Regions from separate parts of the Mus musculus genome. Here region 1 is linked to region 2. The links are chromatin contacts, called in public Hi-C maps. All regions are on one chromosome and are shown on one strand. The core of a region is the stretch at or near the end of the contact, and the rest is flanking DNA. Distances in the headings are between cores, read along the strand shown.

The links. Hi-C and Micro-C count contacts between places; a contact is called where the count stands out from the background.
Region 1: a contact with region 2 is called in a Hi-C map of group 2 innate lymphoid cells, with 4 times the contacts expected there. The contact joins two enhancer-like sites. A contact is called at or near these places in 8 of 484 Hi-C or Micro-C datasets (3T3-L1-derived adipocytes, the HPC-5 cell line, the HPC-7 cell line and 4 more), 5 of 115 datasets of contacts at active chromatin or transcription factors (bone marrow-derived dendritic cells, embryonic stem cells, epiblast stem cells and 1 more) and 1 of 9 other capture datasets (adipose tissue).

What each region holds. Positions count from the first base shown.
Region 1 is chr6:149,258,095-149,263,289 of GRCm38.p6, forward strand. No RefSeq gene overlaps it. Among named protein-coding and RNA genes, the nearest start is that of Resf1, 49 kb to the right of the region's middle. Within about 2 kb of position 3,092, at least 96 of the 459 cell types and tissues checked have an H3K27ac peak or open chromatin away from gene starts, as enhancers often do. A contact at or near this core is called in bone marrow-derived dendritic cells and group 2 innate lymphoid cells, where this site is marked.
Region 2 is chr6:149,372,873-149,378,135 of GRCm38.p6, forward strand. No RefSeq gene overlaps it. Among named protein-coding and RNA genes, the nearest start is that of Gm38930, 23 kb to the left of the region's middle. Within about 2 kb of position 2,504, at least 115 of the 459 cell types and tissues checked have an H3K27ac peak or open chromatin away from gene starts, as enhancers often do. A contact at or near this core is called in bone marrow-derived dendritic cells and group 2 innate lymphoid cells, where this site is marked.

The DNA of each region.
Region 1 (5,195 bases), core at 1,842-4,341, 110 kb before region 2:
CACGACTATTAAACTTACATTTATAGAGTCATGTGACTGGATTATTTCTTTCATATCTCAGTTTCTTCAGAATGGCTGCAGTTATTCTAATGTGTCCATGGTAAGACTGTGCTAGGCTGGGGCTACATGTTAACACAGTGGTAGAATGCTTGTCTGGTGTGTACTTCTCGAGCATTACCAAAATCCAAAATGGAACAAAAAGGCTTTACTTTACTACTAGATATGGTGGCACAAGCCTGTAATCCACATCACTCAGGAGGCTTCAGAGGGAGGAGGATGCCTAGAAATCTGAGGTCAGGTTGATCAATAAAGTGAGTTATAGGCTGGCCAGGGCTACATGATAAAACTGTGTCTCAAAAAAAAAAAAAAAAAAAACCAAACCAAAACTGAAATAACAATAAAAAGAGAATATGCGCTTCCATGGTACTTCAGCCTGGGGAGATGGTTGGTCAAAGCAAGGCTCACTCTATGACTAGACACTGTGACTTGAGAGAACATCAAAGGGCACCAGTCTGGCATGGCCACAGAGGAGATGGCATGACATGGTTCCCACCCCTGGAGCAGAGCCAGCAGGACCTGGGTCTGCTCTAGTATTGATGGTTGCTATAGGGATAAGGCTTGTTTGTATAATAATGTACATATTTTACTTCATGTTCCTTCTTTGGGGAATGTTCTCCCTATCAAGGTTATTGGGGAATGTTATCCCTGCCAAGGTTAATGACTCCATGATGACCAGAAACAGCACAATTCTGGGAAGCAATACTGTGTCTGGTAATTTTCCACAAAATGATGATTCGGTGACCTTTAGGACAGTCCTTAAGGCTGTGGGAAATAACTCTGAAAACATGAGTTCAAAAATTCACAAACAGTGTAAGAGCTGTTCTTTACAGGATTTCTCAACTAGGCAAAATATAAGGATGCAATATGAATTGTATGAGGGGCTTAACGGACCTGAAAGAACAGATGCATGTACATTAATGAGTCAGCTTAGTCAGAAAGATATAAAGGAAGGAGACATTATTTGGTCAGTAGAGGAAAAAGTCTAGGTCATGAAAGAGAAAAGACCAGTTAAATAACAAGGCTCACAAAAATTGGAGGTACCATTAGATGTTACCATTACTTATGTAGACATCATTGTGTAATTTTGTGTGTGTGTGTGTCTGCTGTCTGTCTGTCTGTCTACAACAAGATAACCTCCTAGTGTTACAAAAGTAAAATGCCTTCCCAATGGGAAATTGCTATACACATTTGGAGATTAACAAAGAAAAAGCTCTTTAATAGTGCTTGTTTGGCCTAGGCTAGTATTCAAATAAGAGTTGATCCTAAACAGAAGATTTGACATACCTATATATGCCATATACTTATGAATTTTACATATGTTGTGATCCTTAAATATTTTAATTTCCAGCCCTAGATTACATTTTAAAAAATTTAAACACAGACAGGAGTCTACAGGTCTTGCCACTTGGGCAGGTGGAAGGTTTATACATCAAATATATTGCCAGTATTGTTGCCTGGGGCTATCTTGCCCATCTGGAAGAATTATTCTTTTTTTTTTTTTTTGATTTGTTTTGTTTTGATTTTTCAAGACAGGGTTTTTCTGTAGAGTCCTGGCTGTCCTGGAACTCACTTTGTAGACCAGGCTGGCCTCGAACTCAGAAATCCGCCTGCCTCTGCTTCCTGAGTGCTGGGGCCACCACCACCCAGCAGAATTATTATTATTATTATTATTATTATTATTATTTTTTTTTTTTTTTTTGGTTTGTTCAAGACAGGGTTTCTCTGTATAGCCCTGGCTGTCCTGGAACACCCGGCTTGAATTATTCTTTTTTAAAAAAGAGAACTGAGGGCTCTATGGCAGCCCAGGTTGTAGGCTCATGCTGTCCCCTTGTGCTTCCAGTTAGTTGCATTTTCTTTGGGAATGAACTTAATGTCTCAGTCCTGGTGAACATTTACATCTTAGCATTGAAATTTTGTTTGTCTCTAATAGGCCTGGTTAGCATATTATTTATTTTGGAGATATTTTGGAGGCAGCATTCCCTTAGCTCAATTCTAATTTCTGTGATTTGCTGTCTCCTAAGCAATTCTACTAGTAAATCCTTTATACCATTAATCCTATTACTTTGAGTTTCTTTTACATTCCTAATACTGCACTTCTGGATGTAGTAAGTCTTGAAATCATTGTGTAAAACTCCTTCAACTTTATTTTCAGAATTCTAGTCATTATTTATAGTGTTTTGTACTTCTAGGCTTGGATCTCCAATTAAACCCTTTTGTTGTTGTTGTTGTTGTTGTTAAATACAAAGAATGTTTTCCAGTTCCTTATATGACTTTAACAGAATAATACTTGCAAGCTGGGTGTGGTGGCGCACCCCTTTAATTCCAGCACTTGGGAGGCAGAGGCACGCAGGTTTCTGAGTTCGAGGCCAGCCTGGTCTACAAAGTGAGTTCCAGGACAGCCAAGGCTACACAGAGAAACCCTGTCTCCAAAAACAAAAAACAAAACACACACACACACAAACAAAACAAAAAAGAAAGCAAACAAAGCAAGCAAACAAAAAAAGAATAATACTTGCTCATGTGAACTATTGGTTTTCCCTGCCTTTTATGGAGTGTCATTTTCCTACCTCCCTGGTTGTTCTGGTGTCTTCAAGCCTTCTCCTTTGCCATCCTCCCTGATTGGGTTATACCCAAATTGAGAGGTTCCCATGTAACACCAGAGACCACAAGGAATCTGACTCATATGCAAAAACAAAGAGTCTTTATTCAAGCCTGAGCTCGGACTCTCCAACCTTTCTAACACAGTGGATAGGTGTGGGAGGTCCTGAGATGATGAAGCCTTGCCTTTTTATCACATGTACGGCAGGCTAGAGGGCCTTCCAACACAGCAGTTACATGATTGGTTAATATTTGAAAATCGTATCTTTGCACATTTCTATTGTCTAGTAATGATTTCAGCTTCTTATGCACAATTGTGGTTAACTTGTGTAATCTATTTCAAAACATCTGAAACATTAGGTACTTTCCTCTTAGGAGCTGATTGGCTGTTATTCAGGGTGGAGTGACTATTGTTACAAAAGTTATAGCTGTTGCTAGGGGTGGCTTGGCTCCTGGAACAAGTTGTGGTTTTTCCATGGCTTTGTCATGCACTCAGCCCCAGACATAAAAAGAAAGCTCCAAAAATTAAGAGGGATTTGAGGGTATGGATAGATTTCAGCTTTTGGAAATTGCTCAGAAAGTTTATGACAACCAAGAATCAGCTGAAAACAGACAGGGAAAGAAAACCAAAAAAAAGTTAAGAGAGAAAATAGGGAAAATGGGCTAGAAGAAAGGGAAAGAAAATGTTTGGAAAATGTGCCTATTTTAAGCAGAAGGGCCACAGGAAGAAGGAAAGCACTAGCTGAAAGAAAAAAAAAAAAAAAAAAAAGGGAAGCTGTCCCATTCTCCAACTAAATTGAAGGGGACAGGGGAGTTATATATATATATATATTTAGTAACTATATATAACTTAGCAATATGACTTAGTCCCTGGGAATCCAGGATGACCATAAGGATGGGGGGAACCTGTCAACTTCCTGATAGACACTGGGTCAGCTCACTCTGTCTTGAAAGAACTACTTAGACTCCTCACCTCCAAGAAAATAGTGATCCAAAGAGCTATAGGCCAAACACTCTATTTCCCATGGATATCTCTGAGCCTGTAGGAGACTATAACTCACTCTCTTCTGATTATGCCAGATTATTTTCTATACCCACTGACTGAGAGGGACTTGTTACAAAAACTCAGAGCCATCATCTCTTTTGAGGAAAACTTGGCTTATCTAACTCTAGACTCAGGCCAAACCCCTGTGAGCATTCTGATCACCTATTCTCTATTCCAGGAGTCTCTCTTATATGAGAACTCTGCCACTAGGAAGGAAGCGCTATCTACATAACTCAAGGTACCTGATATTTGAGCAGAAGGAAATCCACTAGGCTTGATAGCACACTGGCGCCCATTGTAGTTCAGTTATTAAGTTCTGCAATACCAGTGTGGGTTAAACAATGCCCCATGGGCCAGGAATTAACAAACACATCAAGCAACTGAGGCAGTCAGGAATTCTCATTTCCTGTCATTCTCCATGGAACACTCCCTTGCTTCCCATACTGAAACACAGTACTCAAAACTTTGACCAGTACAGTATTTGAGGGAAGTAAATAAATGAACAGAAACCATCCATCCCGAAGTACACTTATAACAACCCCCCCACCCTCAGCCCAGCCTGTTTCTTTCAAAAAGAAAGATCTATATGATGCTAGATATAAAGGATACTTTCTTCTGCCTCCCAGTGGATCTGGCCAGTCAAACCATATTTGCTTTTGAATGGACAGATCCAGAGAGTAGATATAAAAGTTAACTAACATGGATTTGGTTGCTGCAAGAGTTCAAACACTCACCAACATTGTCTGAGGAAGCCTTGAGTACAGATCTGTTTTATATATTTAGACAAAGTATATAAAAAAAAGTACCCTGCTATGGTATCAGATGGCCTCCTCATAGCTTTGGCCACTGAGAAGAAATGTAAATAGGCAACAGAAGCTCTGTTAGAGATCCTTCAAACCCCAGCATATAGAGTCAGCTATGTGTCCTCAGCTTTGTGTCCCTCAGGTCATATACCCAAGCTACAACCTAGAGGAAGGGAGGCAGATACTTTTCCAAACTGTATATCAGCCATCCTGCAAAATCTCACTTTCATATTGAAAAAACAAGCATGAAAATTCCGGGGGGGGGCAGTTTATTACTGCTAGTTATAGATCATAGGACTTTCTGAGATAGCCAACCTAATCTATGCCAGCACCAGGTGTTTGAAGTCCCCAGAATGGGTTGAGACTGGACAGAAGGTTTTCAAAGCCTTGGAAAAAGCTCTGGTGTCTTCCCTGGTTCTGGCTTCTAAGATATTATTAAGCCAGTCCACTTGTATGTGGATGGGGCTAGGGGCATTGTCAAGGGGGTCCTTATACAATTCCTGGGATCCTGGCCATTGACATATCTATTGAATAGATTTGACCTGGTCATAGCTGGATGGCCTAAATATATAAGGGCCCTAGTAGCCACTGCCCTGCTAGTAAAGAAGCTGAAAAAATTAACTTTAGAGTAAGAAGTGTTCTTAACATCCCCACATTCTCTGGAAGCTGTCTTGATGGAGTACACCTGA
Region 2 (5,263 bases), core at 1,254-3,753:
TGTCCTGGAACTCAGGCTGTAGACCAGGCTGGCCTCGAACTCAGAAATCCGCCTGCCTCTGCCTCCCAAGTGCTGGGATTAAAGGCGTGCGCCACCATGCCCAGTGCATGCCTCAATCTTGAAGCTATTGTGGATAGTTATGTAGCTCATATCCCTGGTCCTCTGCAATTAGATCTTGATCTTTGTCTTAGGACCATCAACTGTACCATCACCTATGACAGCTTTAATAAAAGCAACCAAGTGATTTAGAATGTAAGGGCCAAAGGTCAGAATAAGGAACAAAATGATCAGAAGTCCTAACAATGCAGAAATCAAAGTAGTAAACCAGGGGGAGCTGTTAAACTAAGACTCAAACCAGCTCTGTCTCTCTTCTCTCTTCTGGCTGGCTAACCCTTCTCTCACCTTGGCCATTGAATCTTTATCCCTGGAATGGTCTCCAGTATGTGCTTCCAGATGTTTCACACCCTCAGGTAGTGAAGAAATTGTTGGCCCCCTAACACTGATGGGCCTGATACTGGCTTCTCCCATCTTGGGGATACACATATATGGGGGTTTCTCACAGGACACTTCAATTTTGGGTGTCTGCACCCTAAGCCCCACCCTCCGTGGCCACTTCTGAGGCGCAGTTTAGATTTACAAGTCCCTCGTCCCCCACATTCAGGCAATCCTTCTCCCTGTGCCTCCAGGGCAGCAACACCCCTGAAGTCAAGGCCTACCACTAAATCAGGGATCAAAGTCAGGGTCCAGCCACCAGATACAATGTGGGTAGTGGACCAAGCCACATCACCAGTGGCTGGGAGCACCTGCCAAGTCACCCTGGTAGGGTTGTTGGGGCTGCTGAGACTCAGTGCCAGAAGACACACCATAGCCGTCTCATAGTTTCTCTGGCCTTGCAGAAGGGTGTTGCTTGGGTGTCTGCTGCTATCTAGTTGGTGTCAGGCGCAGGTGCTGATCTGATTGAACCCAGGCAGTTACTCCATCCACTTTAACGGAGGTGGGGTGGTCAGCAACACCAGGGATTGTTTGCTTCTGAGTGTTCAGCACAGTCTCTTAACATACACCCAATCTCCACCTTGGAACTCTTGTGGAACCTCTGGGGTACCTGCATCATACAGGGCACTAAGTTTAGGCCACAGTTCCAGATGGCTGATCTGGGAAGCTTGCAATCAAACCATAAGATCCTTGTCAGCCTGAAAAGTCACTCTGGTGGGGATCAAGAGCCAGGGTCAAGGGAGTGGGTGTCCCATGCAGGATCTCAACAGGGGTCAGGTTAAAATGGTAGGGGGTGTTCAGGGCCAAGGGGAGGGGCACCAACCAGTCAAAGCCAGTCTCCAAGGTCAACTTAGCCAAGGTCTCTTGTAGGGGTTCTGTTTATTTTCTCTATCTGCTTTGAGCTCTGGGGACAGTACACACAATGGGGATTCCTATTAGTCCCCAATATCTCTGCCAATCCCTGACTTACCTTAAGAGACAAAAGCAGAACCATCGATTGTCCAATCTAATTACCTTGGGCACTCTGAACCTCTGGAAAATTTTCTTCTAATATCTTCTTAGCTACCACGGTAGCTGTTTCCTGCTTGGTGGGGAATGTTTCAACCCATCCAGGGAAAACTACACCTGATGGGTGTTCCCAGACTGGTATAGGTTTCTTTACAATGAGGGTCATCAGATCATACAATTGATGCATGATACATCTTTGTAATCTAGTCTTAAGACATGGCAGTTATGTAAATCTCAAGAAATGTAATTTCTTGGGTCTATTTTTATGACTAGTTACACATTACAATAAATAAGCTAAGCTACATGAGACTCCTTGCTAATTGCCAAACTACCAGTACAGAATGACCACAAATTCTTCACAAGAAATTTCCATAAAGCTTAGTTTCAATAGTCCCCAACAACTTATTATGTGTGTTAAGATGAACTAGAGGAGAAAATCCTGAAGGTTTTAAACAGTGATAAGCAAGCAAAAATATTAATTACTCTAATAGATTTGTATAGACTGTAAACCTACAGATTTTTAAAACCTTAGCTGTGTCATGTAATGTTTTCTTGGAAGTTGTCTTGTGAGAAGGTCATATGATGTTTTTCTGGAAGCTGTCTTGAGAAAGGTCATGTGATATTTTGCTGAAAACAGATACTTGAGAGGGTGGTGGGTGGTGGTGATATTCAGAAAGAATATAAGTAGAACCCTGAAGATAGTGAAAGGAAAAGCATCATGTACCCTCCCCCAAGACAGCGTCCAGAAAAACATCATGTGACACCACTGAGTTTTTTTTTTTTTTTAATGAAACCAGAAACTTTCACTTCAATTCTGTGCTTTGTAAATGTGTATAATTGTTTAAATTTTTCAGATAACAAAGATTGGGCCTGACAGGATCTTTTTACTTCTGCTTTCCATCGGCTCAGTATGTGGTTAGGAGTAGGGATCTACATGTCACTTCTTGCCTAGTGTTATGGTTGAAGTGACCTCTCAGTTGTGGGACACTGCTGCCATCAGGTGGTGATAGTCACTTAATGACTTCTGATGTGAAGAAACAAATCCTTTATCAGATTCCAGAGACTACCAGTCAGAGGTGTGCACAAAAAACATGAAGGCTCAGCATGGTGGCACACACCTTTAACCCCAGTGCTTAAGAGTTCAGAGGCAAGTAGATTTCTGAGTTCAAGGCCAGCCTGGTCTACATAGTGAGTTCCAGGACAGCCAGGACTACATAGTGAGACTCTGCCACAAACAAACAAAAAGAAAGAAAAAAATATGGAGAAGCAAAATACAATACCAGAATTTCTACTTCCTTTCATTTTTATAAAAAAAAGGTCAAGTAATTGTACTAATATTGAATATATCAGTTGTGTTCAGAATTCTTCATCCTGAATGAATTCTAAGTTTCCGCTCAGTATCACCTTCTCAGGGAAACGTTGAAGCCTCATGCTGTTATCAAGCTTAGAGGCCACAGCCTGTACCCCAAACCAGGTTCAGTTATCGGTCCTCAGTGGGCCAATTAAATGAGTCAAATTAATAGCGGAAGTCAGTAAGAGAAGATTTATTAAATATGGCCATATTGGAAAGATAGACGAGACTCTGTAATTCTATGTCTTAGGGTAACTATTGGTGTGCTAAAAACACAATGATCAAAGCAACTTGGAGAGGAAAGGGTTTATTTGACTTACGCTTCTATATAACTGTTCATCATTGAAGGAAGTCAGGACAAGAACTCAATCAGGGCAGGAACTTGGAGGCAGGAGCTGATGCAGCAGCCATGGAGTCATGCTGCTTACTGGTTTGCTTTCCCTAGCTTGCTCAGCCTGCTTTTTTTGGTTTGTTTGTTATAGAACTGGACCCTCCAACATTGTCTTAGTTAGGGTTTTACTGCTGTGAACAGACACCATGACCATGGCAAGTCTTATAAAAAGCAACATTTAATTGGAGCTGCTTACAGGTTCAGAGGTTCAGTCCATTATTATCATGGAGCATGGCAGCATCCAGGCAGGCATGGCACAGGCAGAGCTGAGAGTTCTATGTCTTCATCCAAAGGCTGCTAGTGGAAGACTGACTTCCAGGCAACTAGGGTGAAGATCTCATACCCACACCGAGAATGACACACCCATTCCAACCAGGTCACACCCATTCCAACAAGGCCACACCTCCAGATGGTGCCACTCCCTGGTCCAAGGATATACAAACCATCACAAACATCAATCACTAGTTAGGAAAATGTTCTACACACTTGCCAGAAACTTGAGCTTATGGAAGCATTTCCTCAGTTGAGGCTCCTTCCTCTCCCATGACTCTGCATTGTGTCAGGTTGACTTAAAACTAACCAGCACACCCCCTAAATCTTTGGGGTCCTGAAATGAGATTAAAGTTAAAATAATGAACCAGGGATATACAAATCAAGGTATGGTTCTGTCTACTTCAAATATAATAATGTGGCCTCATCTCATGCCTACAAATAATTCTCCCCAGAAATAGCATTGCTCTCCACACGTAGGGGACAGTTTTATATTTCTGGAATCCTATTCTGGTTAAGGTGGAGGGAATGGGCAGATTTGCATGAACAACTTTGTCATTTGGTAGGTAGGATTTGGGGATACTAAAAAATAATAGAGCAGTTTCACAGTACAAAACTGTTCCCCAGTCTAAGTAGTTATTCTAGTGCCCTTTTCATATTTGTGAAAATTAAAGATCTGGCTTTAATCATAACTTTTTGCTGAGTGTTAATAAAATATTTTCATAGTTTTACTAAATGTTGAATTCTGGAAATCTAACCATTGTGAATACATAGGAAAAAATAACTCATGGTTCAGGATTGTGCTTAGTTCACATTAATCTGGAAAGTCATTATTCTGGGCAAGGGTAGTAGTGATTATTTATAATATACACCAATGTTATTAGCCCTCAAGAGGGTGAGACTGGAGATAAGAGATTTTGAGGACAGCCTGGGTTTCAAAAATGCCCAAACTAGAAACAGCAGCAGCAGCAACAACAAAATAATTTCCCTGAAGGAAACTCTGTCATGGCAGGGAGAGCATGAAGCAGCAGCTGGTCAGACACATGTGCAGTCAGAGAGAGAGAGAGAGAGAGAGAGAGAGAGAGAGAGAGAGAGAGAGAGAGAGAGAGAAACACTGGTGCTTAGTTTTCTCTTTGTTTCTTTTCATTCATTTCAAGAATCCACTGGATGTTGTTGCCTACAGGGTTGATATTCTCTCCTCTTTTAAACTTCTCTGGAAATACCCTCACAGTCACACCCCATGATGCTTTCCTCAAGGTGATTTCAAGTATATTTAAGTTGACAATGAAGATTAATCACAGTGTGTTTGTCTCTCTCAATCTAAATAAAATGAAAATAAAGAATTTTGATAAGACATTTTATAATACTGACTTAAACAGCTTCTCACTGCCTGAGGCATATACATTCCAAAAATAGGACATTGTTTTTAATTTTCCATAAATAGAAGACCCCCTGAGTAATTTTCTTAAAACCAAAGAAACCCAAGGTCAGTTCAAATTATTCCTTCTAACAACTATTCGTGTATCCCTTTTATTCCCATGCCTTCAGTCTTCAAATATCTAGGATAGTATTCTCAAAATCAATGAAAATAACCTTTACAAGAACAACTCTTGGGCTGGCGAGATGGCTCAGCGGGTAAGAGCGCCCGATTGCTCTTCCGAAGGTCCAGAGTTCAGGTCCCAGCGACCACATGGTGGCTCACAACCATCCGTAACAAGATCTGACTCCCTCTTCTGGTGTGTCTGAAGACA